2 separate regions of the Mus musculus genome follow, and region 1 is linked to region 2. Evidence: chromatin contacts called from public HiChIP or PLAC-seq data. All regions are on one chromosome and are shown on one strand. Each heading gives the region's core, a stretch centred on a gene start, on an enhancer-like site or on the middle of the called end of the contact. The rest is flanking DNA. Distances are from core to core; before and after follow the strand shown. Region 1 holds the start of Arxes2 (adipocyte-related X-chromosome expressed sequence 2). Region 2 holds the start of Bhlhb9 (basic helix-loop-helix domain containing, class B9).

Region 1 (7,345 bases), core at 664-3,163, 110 kb before region 2:
ATGTATAACATATACATACACAGGCAAACACATAGAGATACAGGCATAGACACACACACACACACTATGAATTTGAAAGAACAATGAGATTATCTGAGAGGGTTTGGAGAAATGTAAAGGAAGAGGAAATAATGAAATTATAATTACATACAATAAAAATATTTAACAAAAAAATCAAGTTGTATTTCAAATTTAAATTCTCGTGTTTGCTTGATGTAACAAAACTTCTGAATTTCTGTTTATTTGAAGAGAGCTAATGCATGCACTGCTTACTATTTAGGTTATAGAGAAAAAAAATCTATGAATGTTTGTAAAAATCATACCACAAGTGCAATTATCAACATCCCAATAATGATTAAATAATGGACCTACAAGAGTTTTAAGCAGTTAGCATTTATTTAATGGCATTAAACATACTAGAACATACGATCTCATGTTAAACATGCAAACATTTTCAAACTTCAGCAACAGTGCTAAGACAAAGATACACTGCACAGCAATCTTTGTTGAGAAACCACTGTAAGACACACACTTAAAGAGAGGCAGAATCATTTACAGCCTCAAGATACGTTCACTATTTAAATGGTCACATTTGCTGGCAAGGAAGGAAAGCAGTAAGATTTCTGACTCGTGTTTAACTATTTTGCATGTCAGACTCTTACGAAACAAATCACAATTTTTCTAGTAATCAAACACACCCTAGAAGATATAAGAAAACGGCATTCAATGTGGACCTACAAGGAATCTCAGGAATAAAATACAGTTATTGTGACAATACCAAAACATCTAATTTTAAAATTCTCCCCAAATTTTATATATCACATGGGATAATGTAGTGAATATGACAAAACTGTGTATTATTTTCAATCCTCATTATCCAACTGTCTAATAATAACCTACTCTGGTGAACTTCTTTGTTGTTTCATTGGTAGAATAAAGAAAGTTCCAGAACTCTATTAGCCTTTCCCTCCAACTATAAAATTTGATGTTAATTCTTATACAGAGGAAGAGTGATAACCAATGTCACACACACACACTAAGATCAATGAATATAGTCTCTATGTTAGGCTCAGGGAAGCATGAGGATGAGTGCAGCCAGTCCCAGAACAAAACCAGCATGTTTTAAAATAAACAAAACAAAAGAGAAGTCAGCAAGACTTGAGGGAAATGATGAGGAGATGCGATTTCTTGAGTCCACAGATGTCCCCGTTTCCAATGCAGAGAGAATTCTTCAAAAAGTCGTGGCTATTTCATAGGAATCTGGAAACGGGACAGACACGCGTCCAGATCCAGTCACAAGAGGCAGGATCCCAGCAATCGGTATCACTTGCCAGGAGAGAGTCAAAGTGACATTCCTGTTTCCCTTGAGCCCGTGTCCATCGTCAAAGAAAAAATACTTGCTTTTGACGTCTTTCAGGTTCAGCTTGGGGTTCTCGCCTCGCAGAAGGATCTTGTCCCAGAGGACCACCTGGTTCACAGCGTTGCTTTTGGTGGAATATTCTGCCGACAGATAAAGGAAGAGCTGCTTGACGTTCCAGTCGAAAGTCTTCTCCAGATCCGCAGAGATGTGGAAGGTGATGAAGCCCAGGTCGCTCTTCTTTCTGGGTCCGGTGAAGTCTTCCACTTTTTTGAGCAGGATCCTGGAGACGTGCAGGCGCACGGGCGCGCTCCTGTCTTTGAAGGCGGTGGTGAGGATGCAGCCCAAGGTGAGCGCCGCCATGACGCTCAGCGTGAAGGCGAACAGCGAGTTGGCCCGGGACAGCAGGGAGTTCATCTTGCAGGGTGTTCAATCGGCGGCTCCCTCCACGCGGGCTCCACCGGCGCTCGCTGGCTGGCTGGCTGGCTGGCTGGCTCTGCACGGGGCGTGCAGTTCGCTCCGCGGTCCCTCTGCCTTCCTCTGGCTCGCGCGGAATGCCGGGCTCGCGCACGCGTCCCTGGAGCGCGCACCGCCCACGATGCCTGCCCCCTCCCCCGCCCCAAGCCACTAGTTAACCCTACAACCACTGTCTGCTGAGAGTCTAAGGCACTTGGAGCATCTCATAGAAAGCCGCAGCCTGGCTGAATGAGCCCAGCGGTGCCTTGAACTGTCTCACCCTCACACCCAGACACAGTCACGGAAGGTCCCTGGCACCAACCACAGCCCCTGCCCCGGCACACAAAGCCCTGGCCAGGGAACCCTCTCCCTCTGCACACTGCTGCATCATGGCTTCCATACATCCTAGCCCCTCCCCTGGCCTTCTGCAACAGGCTGCTGATGCCTGGACTTCCTTCCCCCCACACTAGGCTAATCCTGCCTCTGCAGTCCATTCTCTACACACAGACCAGCCATTCCCTACAGGTCATGCCCCCCCCCCACTTGCTGGGGTCCTCCGCCCTCAGCATACAGTCTTAGTGGCAGAGGAGGCCCAGACTCTGCTGCATCTGCCCTGTCCACCCCTCACCCCCTACCATCCTGATGGTTGTCTGCCAGGCTGCAGCCAGTGGGCTTGCTGTCCTCTGCTCCTGGGTTCACTGGAGCACACACAGTCCAAGCGCACCAAGACCTGGCCTGTCTGTGCATGGCTTCTTAGCATTCAGGACTCAGTTCTTAAGGCCACTTCCAGCAAAGGCTTTCAGTGACAATTTCCTGTGTAATGATCCCTGACCCTTGATTCTTAGTCTACCTACCCTAATTATTCTCTTAATCATAAATGACTACCAAATTGCCTTTCCAATTGATTTGTCTTCTTAGTCCCAGTTTCCCAATCTTTAATGACAGGTTAGTGACCCTGTCTTTCCTGTCCTTTATGCTTGTCCCCAGTGCTTAAATCAGAGGCTTGTATACAAATCTGAATAAATAGCACTTAGTTAAGGAAGTAGTATTTGACACATCGGAATAGACAAAAGAAGCAGATACTTGCAAGCAAGTAGCCATAGCATCACTTGAGCACGCATTCAAAATATCCAAAAAGCTTGTAGAAACCCCACATTGCTTTTCAAACCTAGATGGATATTAATTGGAGAAACTACTGAAAATGTAGAGCCTTCTCTCCTCGTGTCCCTGCTTTTGATTTAGTAATGGGGTGGGGAGAGGTACAAATATCTCCCAGTTTAATCCATTTCCCTTGATAATTTCGAAGAAAGCTTCTTACTTGGAAAATTCCAGGCCTAAACAGCTAACGTTTGAGTACCACTAATTTAATGTCACCCATGCTGAGTTTTCAGATAACTGGGTGGTCTTTATTGTGGTAATTACTCAAAGTAGCCCAGTCCCTCAATCCACTTGAGATCACAGGGTACTAAGAAGCTGAGTGCACAATTACCGAGCAGTAGTTCTTGGAAATATTATCTTTTCCCACTGAATTACATTCGGATCTTTAAAAAAAAACTAGTCATTAATATTGATATGGATATATTTCATTATTTAGTTCCTTTGATTTAGCTTCTCACCTCGATGTCTACAGAACACTTTCTTGATTATTATAGGTTTATCAGAAATTTTGAAATCGGGTGTTGCTTATTCTCCAGTTACGTTGTGTTTTCAAAAATCTATGTCTTTTGAGTTTTCACTGCATGTGAAAATCAGTGTGTTATTTTCTTTGTAAAATTTTTTGGATTTTTATTGGAATTATAGTGACTCATTGTTGGTGTTATTTAAGATAATTTAGGGGGAAAGACAGTCTTCTCCAGATATAGTGCTCAGTCAAGTGTACTAATATTAGCAAAAATAAACTGTGATTATATCTACTGGACTACACTCAAAGAGTGAAATCGAAGGGGCTATATATCTAAATGAAGAACTATAACATTTTTATCAGAAAATATGCAAGAGTAACCTTTTGCTCTTTTGGTTAGACACTAAAACCCACAATTTCCAAGTGAGAATCACTAAAATGTTCTTTTTTTTTAATAAACTAAAAAAAAATGAGCTATTTCAAAACTCTACTAAGATAATATAAAGAAGTTTCTGAGAGAAAATATTTCAAAACCATAGTAGCTAAGAGAACTAATAATTAGAATATAAATTGTCACAAAATTAAATATGAAAAAAACTGGCATTTCACTAAATCGTTAAGAATTAAATATATAGCCAGGCAGTGGTGGCACATGCCTTTCATCTCAGCATCCAGGAAGCAGAGGCAGGAGCATCTCTGTGAGTTCGAGGCCAGCCTGGTCTACAGAGTGAGTTCCAGGACAGCTAGAGCTACACAGAGAAACCCTGTCCTAAAAACAATGATGGTGATGATGAAGACAACGCCAAGGACAATAATAAATAAAAAACTGCTCAAGGTCCTCTCCACTGTTACAGTATGGGTGGAGAGGGGTTCACAAAACCTCACTCCTAGCTGAGAAGCTACAGGCAGCTAGCTGACAGCCAGAGGGAGAGAAAGTTAGTCTTCTTCGTGGGTGGTGCCCCGGCAGTTTCCTCATGCTACAGTGGACAGCCCTATACCCACATGTGTGTAACACTAATTAGACCCATGTATATACGTGTGTGTGTGTGTGTGTGTGTGTGTGTGTGTGAGTGTGTGTGTGTGTGTGTGTGTGTGTGTGTATGAAGTGTGGGGAAGGATGTGATGAGAGGGGCCTGCAAAGAGATAAGAGGAGGAGAAAATGAGGGATGAATTTAATCAAAATGAAAAAGTCATCTATGAAGGGAAAAGAGAATGAAAATAATTAAGTAGACAAGTAATGACGGTAGATTAAAGTCAAGTTGATGAAAAGATGCTCAACATTGGTGTTAGAAAAAGGTCTGGGATTCCCAAGAAAATGGCCACACATTCCAAAGCATTCTAATGCGAAGGGATCCTGTGCCTCTCTCTGAGTGATCAGAGCTCCTACCTTCCACTCCCACACAGTTGGCTAACTCCAAACAGTGCAGCTGATAAGCAAAGGGCCACTTGTGAGAACACCATGCAACCTTGAGCACATATTTTGATTTCAAGAAATGCTGACCCTGTGGGAATTTAAATTTCTGCCAAGTGGCTTTTCTAAAAACATTTCTTAAATGGAGTTTTGTCTTACTTAACCCTGGAGTAGAAAAGACAGCATATTTTGTTTACATTTCACCCAGAATTAATCACTAAGGAGAGAAAATTTTTTTAAAAAATGATTATCAATTAACTAATATTATATTCTGAGAGAATAGCCAATAGTTTGAAACACTGAGAAAATTGTTAATTCTGAAACTTTTATACCCTGCTAATGGGGGGTGAAAAAAATTGGACCAACACTTGAAAACACTTCTGTAGTCTCCTTACAGTGTTAATTTCGTGTCTCCTGGATGAGCTGGCCATTAAACTCTTAAATATTATCACAGAGGAATAAAACACCTTTGTGAAATCAATTTTAAAATTTTATTAATACAAAATCTATATTGGCTGCATAAGTCTAATTTTGTTGCTTTGCTGATTCTCTGAAACACGTAAAAGAAGGAAAAATGTATTTTGGCTCACAATGTTAGGTATTTCACTCAGAATATAGTAATGTCCTTCTGTTATTTCTGGGCCTTGGATAATGCAAAGAAAACATATTGGCAGGCAGTCTGTTGAGAGATGGGGGGGTGGAAGGAAGAAGAGAAGGAGGAAAAGGAGAAGGCAGGAAGACTACTAGGAAAAGAGAGAAGCTCCCAGCGATTTACTCCCCTGAAAAGTTCCCATCACTTCCCAATAACACCATTAGTTTATGAATCCATCCAGTGTACAAACCCACTTATTAGGTTAGAGGCCTCTTGAACCCCCTTGATCCAATTACCTGCCCATTAATTGAGGAGAAAGTCTTCAATATATGTGTATGGGGTGTGATATCTTCACATCTAAACCATAACATTGACTAAAGTGCCATATTTACTTGGGGACAGTCAAGGTGTTTGTCAGGAAGAACAAGAGCTGCAGTATTCAGTATGTCTTAGAAAATAATAATAATAATAGCAATAACAATAACAATTTCTGCCAATTTGTTTCCCAAAATGGATATATTTTTATAATTGGGGAAACTGAATTTTAATATTATTTCTCATAATGCAAAATTCTTGCAACTGATATGACATTTTAAAACAAGTAATAAAGCTCTTTAAGTTCTCACCTTTCTTACTCTCATCTCTAGTCCTCCTTCTCTCTCTCCCTTCCCCCTTCTTTCCACGTGGCCATGGCCAGTCTCCCTCTTTCTACCTTCTCTCTTTCTCCCTGTCTTTCAACAATAAAGCTCTAAAACCATAAAAAACCTAAGAAATAAATTCATGTTGTCTTCATAAATTCATTACAGACTAGATTTCAAAACCTGAGCTAGGAAAGAATGCATATTATTATATTAAATGGCTAGAAAGGACTTATACTTAACACTCATTATAGAGATACATAGAAGTCACAGATTATCATTTAAGCAGTCAGAAATAATTTATCATTGTTTAATAATGTAAGGCATTACATTATCTCCTGAGGTCTCTTTGATGGTCCTCTAAGCATTATGAAACTGGGGGAAATCATTGCCTTTGAACAGAGACTCCAGTATGGGTTTTCATAAGATGATCAGTGAATTCCTGATAAGGAGACTTGGTGAACACAGTCTCTTTTCAGAGATCAGGGCTCAGGTGTCTGTAGGTCTTTGAGAGGGCATGAAGGGTGGTATCACCTGGCTGATGTGACCATCAGTTGCATTTTGGGCAAGAATCAGAGACTATGCAAGTGCCTCTGGGGACAGGGATGAGACATAACAATACAGAGCCACAGTAGCTTGTCAACTTGCACTGAACAATGTGGGACTTGACAATCTTATTCCCCAAGTAGTCTCTCTGCATGATGGCCCCATGGAGGCTCCAAGGATAGTTACCTCCTTGAAACACTTAACACCAAGACCAACATGACCACTGTAGTCCACAATAGCGACAAAAGCCTTGAACCTGGTCCCCTGTCCAGCCAGAGTCTGCTTCTGCACTATCATGACCCTTTACAGATGCTCCCGGGAAAATGTCAATAATCTAGGATTCTCTGATGGACAGGGAGAACAGGTAGATATCCTTCAGAGACTTGATCTTCATGTGCTTGACCAGGCAACCCAGTTTGATTGATGGGGGTCCACTCCTTGTTTTTGGATACTGCCACAAACTGTGGCCCCTAAGACCTGTGCTGAAACCTCCATAGACGTTCCCTCCTAATCCTGGGACCCTGAGTCCTCAGTGCTTTCCTGCTACACTGGTAGTAATGGCCACTTGGTGTTTTCCAGAAGAAGGAGGAGGAGGAGGAGGAGGAGGAGGAGGAGGAGGAGGAGGAGGAAGAGGAGGAGGAGGAGGGTGAGGAGGATGAGGAGGAGGATGATGAGGTGGAGGAATGTGAGGAAAAAAGAACAGGATGGGGAAGAGGAGGAAGCA
Region 2 (7,126 bases), core at 761-3,260:
TACGTAACTGTTATGAAAGGATCATTTGATCCCCTACCCCTAGCCCCAGAAGGGTCACAATCCACAGGTTGAGAAACATTGCTCTACAAGAACCTAGAAAGAAACAGGTTTATGGATGAAAAAGGCAGAGGCAGAAGGCAACACCAGGAACAACAGCAACAACAACAATCCCACTAAAAGGATTGACAGAACTCCCCTAAAAAGGTTCACAGCACATGTTTCTGTATACTCAGGGTTATTAAATGTCTCCCACATGTTGTCAGCCCTGCCCTAACTATCCCTCATATGTGCTCAAGACCTGTAATCTGACTGAATATGCATCCTCCTAACGGTAAAGTCTTGCATTTTCCCATTCAGGGACTAAATTTCTTTGTCTGAGGAAAAAATACAAGGTATAAAAGTAGATAGTGGAACACATGCAACTATATTTGGGAAGAAGGCAGGGAAGCTAATGAAAACAATAATTCCAAGGTCATGTTTGAAATACCAGCCTCCCTTTGTATAGCTAGATCTTGCCTCACGTGCTATGAATGCCAGTCTTACCACAAAGCAGGATGCTCGGGAGATGCTATTCTTCCCTCTGGCTGGAGAAGAGTCGACCTACATAGAAAGCAAAAGATATTGAGGAAAATATTAAAAAAAATGTTGACCATGGTATAAAATTATAGGTTTATGGGCAGATTTCCAAAACCCAAGTTCAAATACCTCTGTTAAAGAATTAGGAACCAAGTACATGATCTCCATCAGCTCCCATGTGTGACCCAAATGGCTACCTTCAGAAACTGCATCCCACCCCCCCCCACCCCCCCCACCCCGTACTGCTGCTGTATAAAACTATGAGGGACAACAAAAAGTTGGGGATGATATATGGGGGTCCCAGAAAGAGACACTTAACTCCAATAGTGATTTCAAATATTCTAAATTGAACACCCACCTGCACAAAAAGTTCTTCTTTACTTTAAGTCCATTCGAACATTAAAACAAATGTTCAAGGTGAAATGTTGAGAAAATGGATCCTGAATATAAAAGATAGGACAATGTCATAATATTTATATAGCTAGGAGTTCTGTATATATGACCAACTCCTTATTATGACCAATTCCTTGCAGTAAATTAGGTACAGGAGTCTAAATACAGAGGGCAATAAAACAATCCTGTATTGAAGGCAGATGAACTTTTCATTCTTATGTTCTGACATCTTCATAATCGCCCCTCTAATGATGTTTCACCTTCCCCAGAATACACTACCTCTACCACCCTGACAAGAGACTTTGCCACCAAGCAGGAGTCTGTGGGAAGAGACAGCACCCACGATGCAGGGCACATGGATCCCTTTCTGGAATAAGGGCCCAGGTAGAAAGGCGACTCACCAAACAGCTGAACCATCACCAGAGTTGGCCACCTGCCTCCAACCCATGAACAGCAACCTCCAAGGGGCACCACCCCCAGCTTCCGCGCCGCCATTTCTCCCATAGTCGCCTCCCCCACAACCCTTGCAGGGCCCAAACACCAAAAAGGGCCGGGGGGAAAAGCCTGCTGCCAGGCCATCTGCTCTGCAGGCCTCCAGACCCTCAGACTCAAGACACTCTGGCTGCCACCCTGCGCCCGGGGCCCGGTTCGGGTTCCCGCTTCCTCCTCCCCACCGCCTGGGGTCTCCGAGCACCGCGCACACTCCAGGGAGGCCGCGACCTGCTGGCCTTCACTGGACTGTCAGGGCCGGGCAGTGGTCCTCAGTGTGCGACCACTCGGAGCCCTCGACACACCTCCACTTGCCTGGCCAGGCGCACGGCCCAGGTGTCCGGGCTCCCCCGCGTCCCCCTCCTGCTCCCGGCTGGTCTCTGTCCTCGGCGGATCCTCTCACAGAACCCCCACCGCTTTGCGCGCGAGTGGAATGGCAGAGACGTGTCCCGCCCCTACGTCTCTGCACCAAACAGGCAGGGGCTGCGCAGGATGCGGCAAGCACAGCTCACCTCGAGGGTGTCGGGAAGGGGGCGGAGGGATACTGCGCACGGGGCTCTACGCCCCCTCCTGGACCCACTGTAGTTCCGACTCGGAGTGGGCGGGGCCAGACAGCCCCACTCCTCTTGGAGAGGTGGGTTGCACCCGTAGGCGTCTGCAGACCCCTGTTCACCCTAACCAGAGACCACCACCACTTTTTTTTGGGGGGGGGGTGCCACAACAGTGTGTGAGATGGCTGAAATCTAGAGTCTATGAGGGCTTTGGAGAGGGGGACTATGGAGAGAAGGTGGTCTGGAGATGTGGAACAGGAGGGAGCAGCGGAGGGATACTGAGTGCTCCTGTACTTCAGTAGGAAGCTGGGCTTTGCTGGCCCCCAGCCCCTCCCTGCACTCCATCTCTTGCTACCCTTCAGTTCTCTCGTAGCTTCTGACGCCAGTAGAAAGGGAGGAGGGCTTTTAGTACTGCAGCTAGAGAGGGAACAGGTAGCCTAGCAACAGTCTGCAGAGAGGACTCTTGATTCTTCATGTTTTTCTCTCAATGCTTCATGGAGTTCCTAGAGGAAAAGAAATGGGAGCAACCATTGCAGCTTACATCGCTGCCCCCAGGGTAAAGCCAGACTTCTGTCCCTGGAAAACCAACCAGAGGTCTGGGGTAAAAGTCACTTTACTTCCTTTGACTTATTTGGACTAAAAACTCATCTAGTCACATATGACATAAAAGAACTGGGAGGTGGCGTGGGAGTAGGTTGGGACAGAGTAGGTGATAGGTCAACCCAAACATAGAATGTATGAAGAAGCCTTAAAGCAAACAACTAGCATGCAAGCGAATTTTAAAATATAATTTGAAGACAAAGGAGTTTGAACAGAGGTACCCTGCATGGGTGGACCAGGCTGCTGCTCTCAGAAGACACGACTTATTAAATAAAAATCCCAGTACCAAGCACTGCGAGTTACTGGTTAAAGGGGCCTCAGAGCAGTGGTTCTTAACCTATGGGTTGCTACCTCACTGAGGGTTGAATGACCTTTTCACAGGGGTCACATATCAAATATCCTGCATATCAGATATTTACATTATGATTCATAACATTAGCCAAATCACAGTTATGATGTAACAACGAGAATAATCTTGTACTTGGAGGTTACCATAAGACAAGGAACTGAATTAAAGCATCAGGAAGGTTGAGAACCATTGCCCCGGTGGCACCTAAAACAACAGAAGCTATTGCCACATCCTTTGGCTATTAAGACTCCACTGCTGAAGAATCACACTTTTTTTTTTTTTTTTGCTGTAGGTCAGAAAAACCAATATTTTAAAAGATTTTAATTTGTTCTTTTTTTTCTGAAAACCATACTTTATTTTAGATAGTAATATATTATTAACTGATGTGATACAAATTATGTATTAACTAACACTATAATAGAATTATTCAAATATAGTAAAATTATTTGAATAGAATTAGCCCTAAATGGAATAAAAGAGAATAAAAGAGAAAAGTATCAGGTTATGTAACTCCTCTCAAACAGATGAAGTGTGGGTAAAATCCAAAAATTTAATAAATGAGACAAAGAGAAGGTAGCTTTAGGTAGCAAGGAAAGACAGAGGTAGGCAAAAGGACACGAGTCATAAGAGAGGATGCAAAACATTCAATGCCATCATACCCCTGCCCCACTGAAGGAGATGTGCGGATTCAACGTTTTCTATATTGAAGTAGAAAACCCATTTTTTGCATCCCCAAAGAATCCTATATGTGTTACTCCTTTGAGGGAGGGATTGTGAACGTTGAGCTGTCCTTTCACTCCATTGATAATTATTGTAATAGGAATTAGACATGACTAGTCCCTGAATACATGTTACATTGATAGTCTGTATATGCTTGGCCCAGGGAGTAGCACTATTAGGAAGTGTGGCCTTGTTGGAGTAGGTGTGTCACTGTGGGCATGGGCTTTAAGACCCTCATCCTAGCTGCCTAGAAGCCAGTATTCTGCTAGCAGCCTTCAGATGAAGATGTAGAACTCTCAGCTCCTCCTGCACTATGCCTGTCTGGATGCTGCCATGCTCCTGCCTTGATGATAATGGACTGAACCTCTGAACCTGTAAGGCAGTCCCAACTAAATGTTGTCCTTGTAAGAGTTGCCTTGGTCATGGTATCTGTTCACAGCAGTAAAACCTTAACTAAGACAGAAGTTAGTACCAGGGGACTAAGGTATTGCTGTGATAGGCCGGACCATGCTTTTGCTTAGAAGAATGTGGATTTGGGGACTTTGCATTTTGAAAGCATTGGAACGCTTTAAGTGGGGTTTAATGAGTTTTTCTGGTAGGAATATGGAAGACTTTGTCGCGGAGAATGATTTAAATTGTGCGGAACTGGCCCAAGAGGTTTCAGTGGAGAATTTCAATATGTGGCCTAGAGACTGTTTTGTGGTATTTTGTGAAGAATATGACTACTTTTTGCCATTGTCTGAAGACTCTGCCTGAGGCTAAGGTGAAGAGACTCAGATTAATTGCATTGACAAAGGATGTCTCAGAAACACATCATATATTTTGTTCTCTGGTTAAGTCTTATGAAGAGCATCTTAAACAAACTTAGCCAGCTGAGAAAGGAAAAATATAAAATACATAGTTCAAGTATTAAAGGAGCACCAGGAAGTGAAATGGAGCCTAATACTGTGCTCTAGGAGTGAACAGATTAAGGGATTCTGGGGAAAGATCCTACCCAGCTAAATTTAGATCCAGGCATGGTAGTACACACCATTAATCCCAGGAGACAAAGCAAGCCACGCAGATCTCTGAGTTCAAGGCCAGCCTCAAATAGAGCAAGTTCTAGTTGAAGAAAAGCTTAAATCCAGGCATGGAGTTACACACCTTTAATCCCAGGAGACAGGCATGCAGATCTCTGAGTTGAAGGTCAAACTACAGAGCAAGATCAATGACAGAGTTTAGGTAGTGAGGGAATAGGTAAAGAGGAAGCTATTGATAATGTAATAGAACAAGGGAGCCATGTTCCAGTTCTGCAAGCAGTAGAACTCAGCAGCTTTGGCCATGTGTCTCTGGCCTTATAGTCAAGACTAGAAGGAGACTACTGGGACAAATGATGCTGGTTAGCTGGAGCTAAGAAATTAGTGGTGACACATGATATGCACTCACTGGTAAGTGGATATTAGCTCTGAATACCCAATATACAATTGGAAAAACACATGAAACTCAAGAAGAAGGAAGACCAAGTGTGGATATGTCAATCCTTCTTAGAAAGGGGAACAAAATACCCATGGAAAGAATTGCGGAGACTGAAGGAATGACTATCCAGAGACTGCCCCACATGTGGATCTAACCATAAACAACCACCAACATCAGACGCTATTGTGGATGCCAACAAGAGCTTGCTGACAGGAGCCTGATATAGCTGTCTCCTGAGAGGCTCTGCCAGTGCCTGAAAAATATTGAAGTGGATGCTCACAACCATCCATTAGGCAGAGCACAGGGTCCTCAATTAAGGAGCTAGAGAAAGTACCCAAGGAGCTGAAGGGATTTGCAGCCTCAAAGGAGGAACAACAATTCGAACTAACCAGTACCCCCAAAGCTCCCTGGGACTAAACCACCAACCAAAGAAAACACATGGTGAGACTTATGGCTCTAGCTGCATATGTAGCTGACAATGGCCTAGTTGGTCATCAATGGGAGGAGAGGCCCTTGGTTCTGTAAAGGTTGTATGCCCCAGTATAGGGGAATGTCAGGGCCAGGAAGCAGGAGTGGGTGGGTTGGTGCGCAGTGTGTGTGTGGGGGGGATAGAGGGTTTTCAGAGGGGAAACTAGGAAAGGGGATAACATTTGAAATGTAAATAAAGAAAATATCGAATAAAAAAGAGAAATTAGTGGTGATTAAGAAGAGACCGGCATCACTGAGATGAAATCTTCTGGGAAGTGTTTTCTGAGAGCACAAAGAAGCTGTGTTTCAGAGCTAGCCAAGGTTGTACTTCATGCTACAGTTGGACTTGGTAATGTGTAAGAGTCACCCAGGTGGTACTGGCTTTGAAGGCATGAAGGAGTCATAAAGGGCAGCTGAGGCTTGGCACTGTGAGAGGCTATGGAAGGCCACTGGTGATTGTACAGCCTCAGTTGTAGTTTGTGGCCCAGGACTAAAGAGGCCATGCAAAGGATTTGAGGTATGGCACCATGAAGAGAGCCTATGAGAGACTATTGGTGAAGCCTACTTGCAGCAGAAGACCACAGCATATTGGAGATGCCAGTACCATGGGAAGATGGCTAAGAACAGCAGTGGCAATGGAGTGGATCAAATTGAATTTAGAGTGCTACAGAAGGCAGAGCTGGAGAAGTGACATCAACTCTTTGGAGGAGCCCAGAATCATGTGTGGATCCCAGACATCGAAACAAGAAGCTGTAACACTGAAGTGGCCTTGGAGACCCCAAAATTTTTGAGATGCCAGAGCCATAGGATATCTTCTGAGGAAAGCTGCTAACAGAGAGTGGAACCAGCTCAGGAAAAGCACTTTGTTGCAGTCAAAAAAGGTAAGAAAGGAGTTGGAGATCTGAAGACTGCTTTGGCATGGAACTACAGAGTTTGGAGTTTGCCCAGCTGGTTTCCTGTCTTGCTTTGGGGATTACAGTTAAGTGATTGGATGAATCTCAGAAGAGACTTTGAATTTTGAACTTTTAATATTGTTGAGACTGCTATAGACTATGGAGACTTTAGAAGTTGGCATAACTGTATTTCTTAATTATGCTATATTTAGGTATGCCCCCATGGACTCATAGGTTTGGATAAGCCTATGGGCGCCAGGGAGTGGAATGTGATGGTTTGTATATGCTTGACCCAGGGAGTGGCACTATCTGAGAGTGTGGCCCTGTTGGAGTAGGTGTGTCACTGTGGGCATGGGCTTTAAGACCCTCATCCTAGCTGCCTAGACATCAGTATTCTGCTAGCAGCCTTCAGATGAAGATGTAGAACTCTCAGCTCCTCCTGCACCATGCCTGCCTTGATGCTACCCTGCTCCCACCTTGATGACAATGAACTTAACCTCTGAACCTGTAATCCAGCTCCAATTAAATGTTGTCCTTATAAGAGTTGCCTTGGTCATGGTATTTGTTCACAGCAGTAAAACCTTAAGTAAGACAGACTCTATTTGATAAATCAATCTTGAACTGACCAAGAA

What was found. HiChIP or PLAC-seq counts read pairs in DNA pulled down with a chosen protein or histone mark.
Region 1: a contact with region 2 is called in an RNA polymerase II HiChIP or PLAC-seq map of embryonic stem cells, with 11 read pairs. The contact joins the promoter of Arxes2 here to the promoter of Bhlhb9 in region 2. A contact is called at or near these places in 2 of 484 Hi-C or Micro-C datasets (embryonic stem cells and nephron progenitors), 2 of 115 datasets of contacts at active chromatin or transcription factors (embryonic forebrain and embryonic stem cells) and 1 of 9 other capture datasets (adipose tissue).

What each region holds. Positions count from the first base shown.
Region 1 is chrX:135,988,388-135,995,732 of GRCm38.p6, reverse strand. It overlaps Arxes2 (adipocyte-related X-chromosome expressed sequence 2), which reads right to left and starts at 1,913. Exons shown (of 1, transcript NM_029823.2): 1 at 374-1,913. The coding sequence starts at 1,774. The coding sequence ends at 1,232. It also overlaps the pseudogene Gm15016.
Region 2 is chrX:135,880,735-135,887,860 of GRCm38.p6, reverse strand. It overlaps Bhlhb9 (basic helix-loop-helix domain containing, class B9), which reads right to left and starts at 2,010. Exons shown (of 5, transcript NM_001098222.1): 1 at 1,774-2,010; 2 at 935-1,016; 3 at 544-600.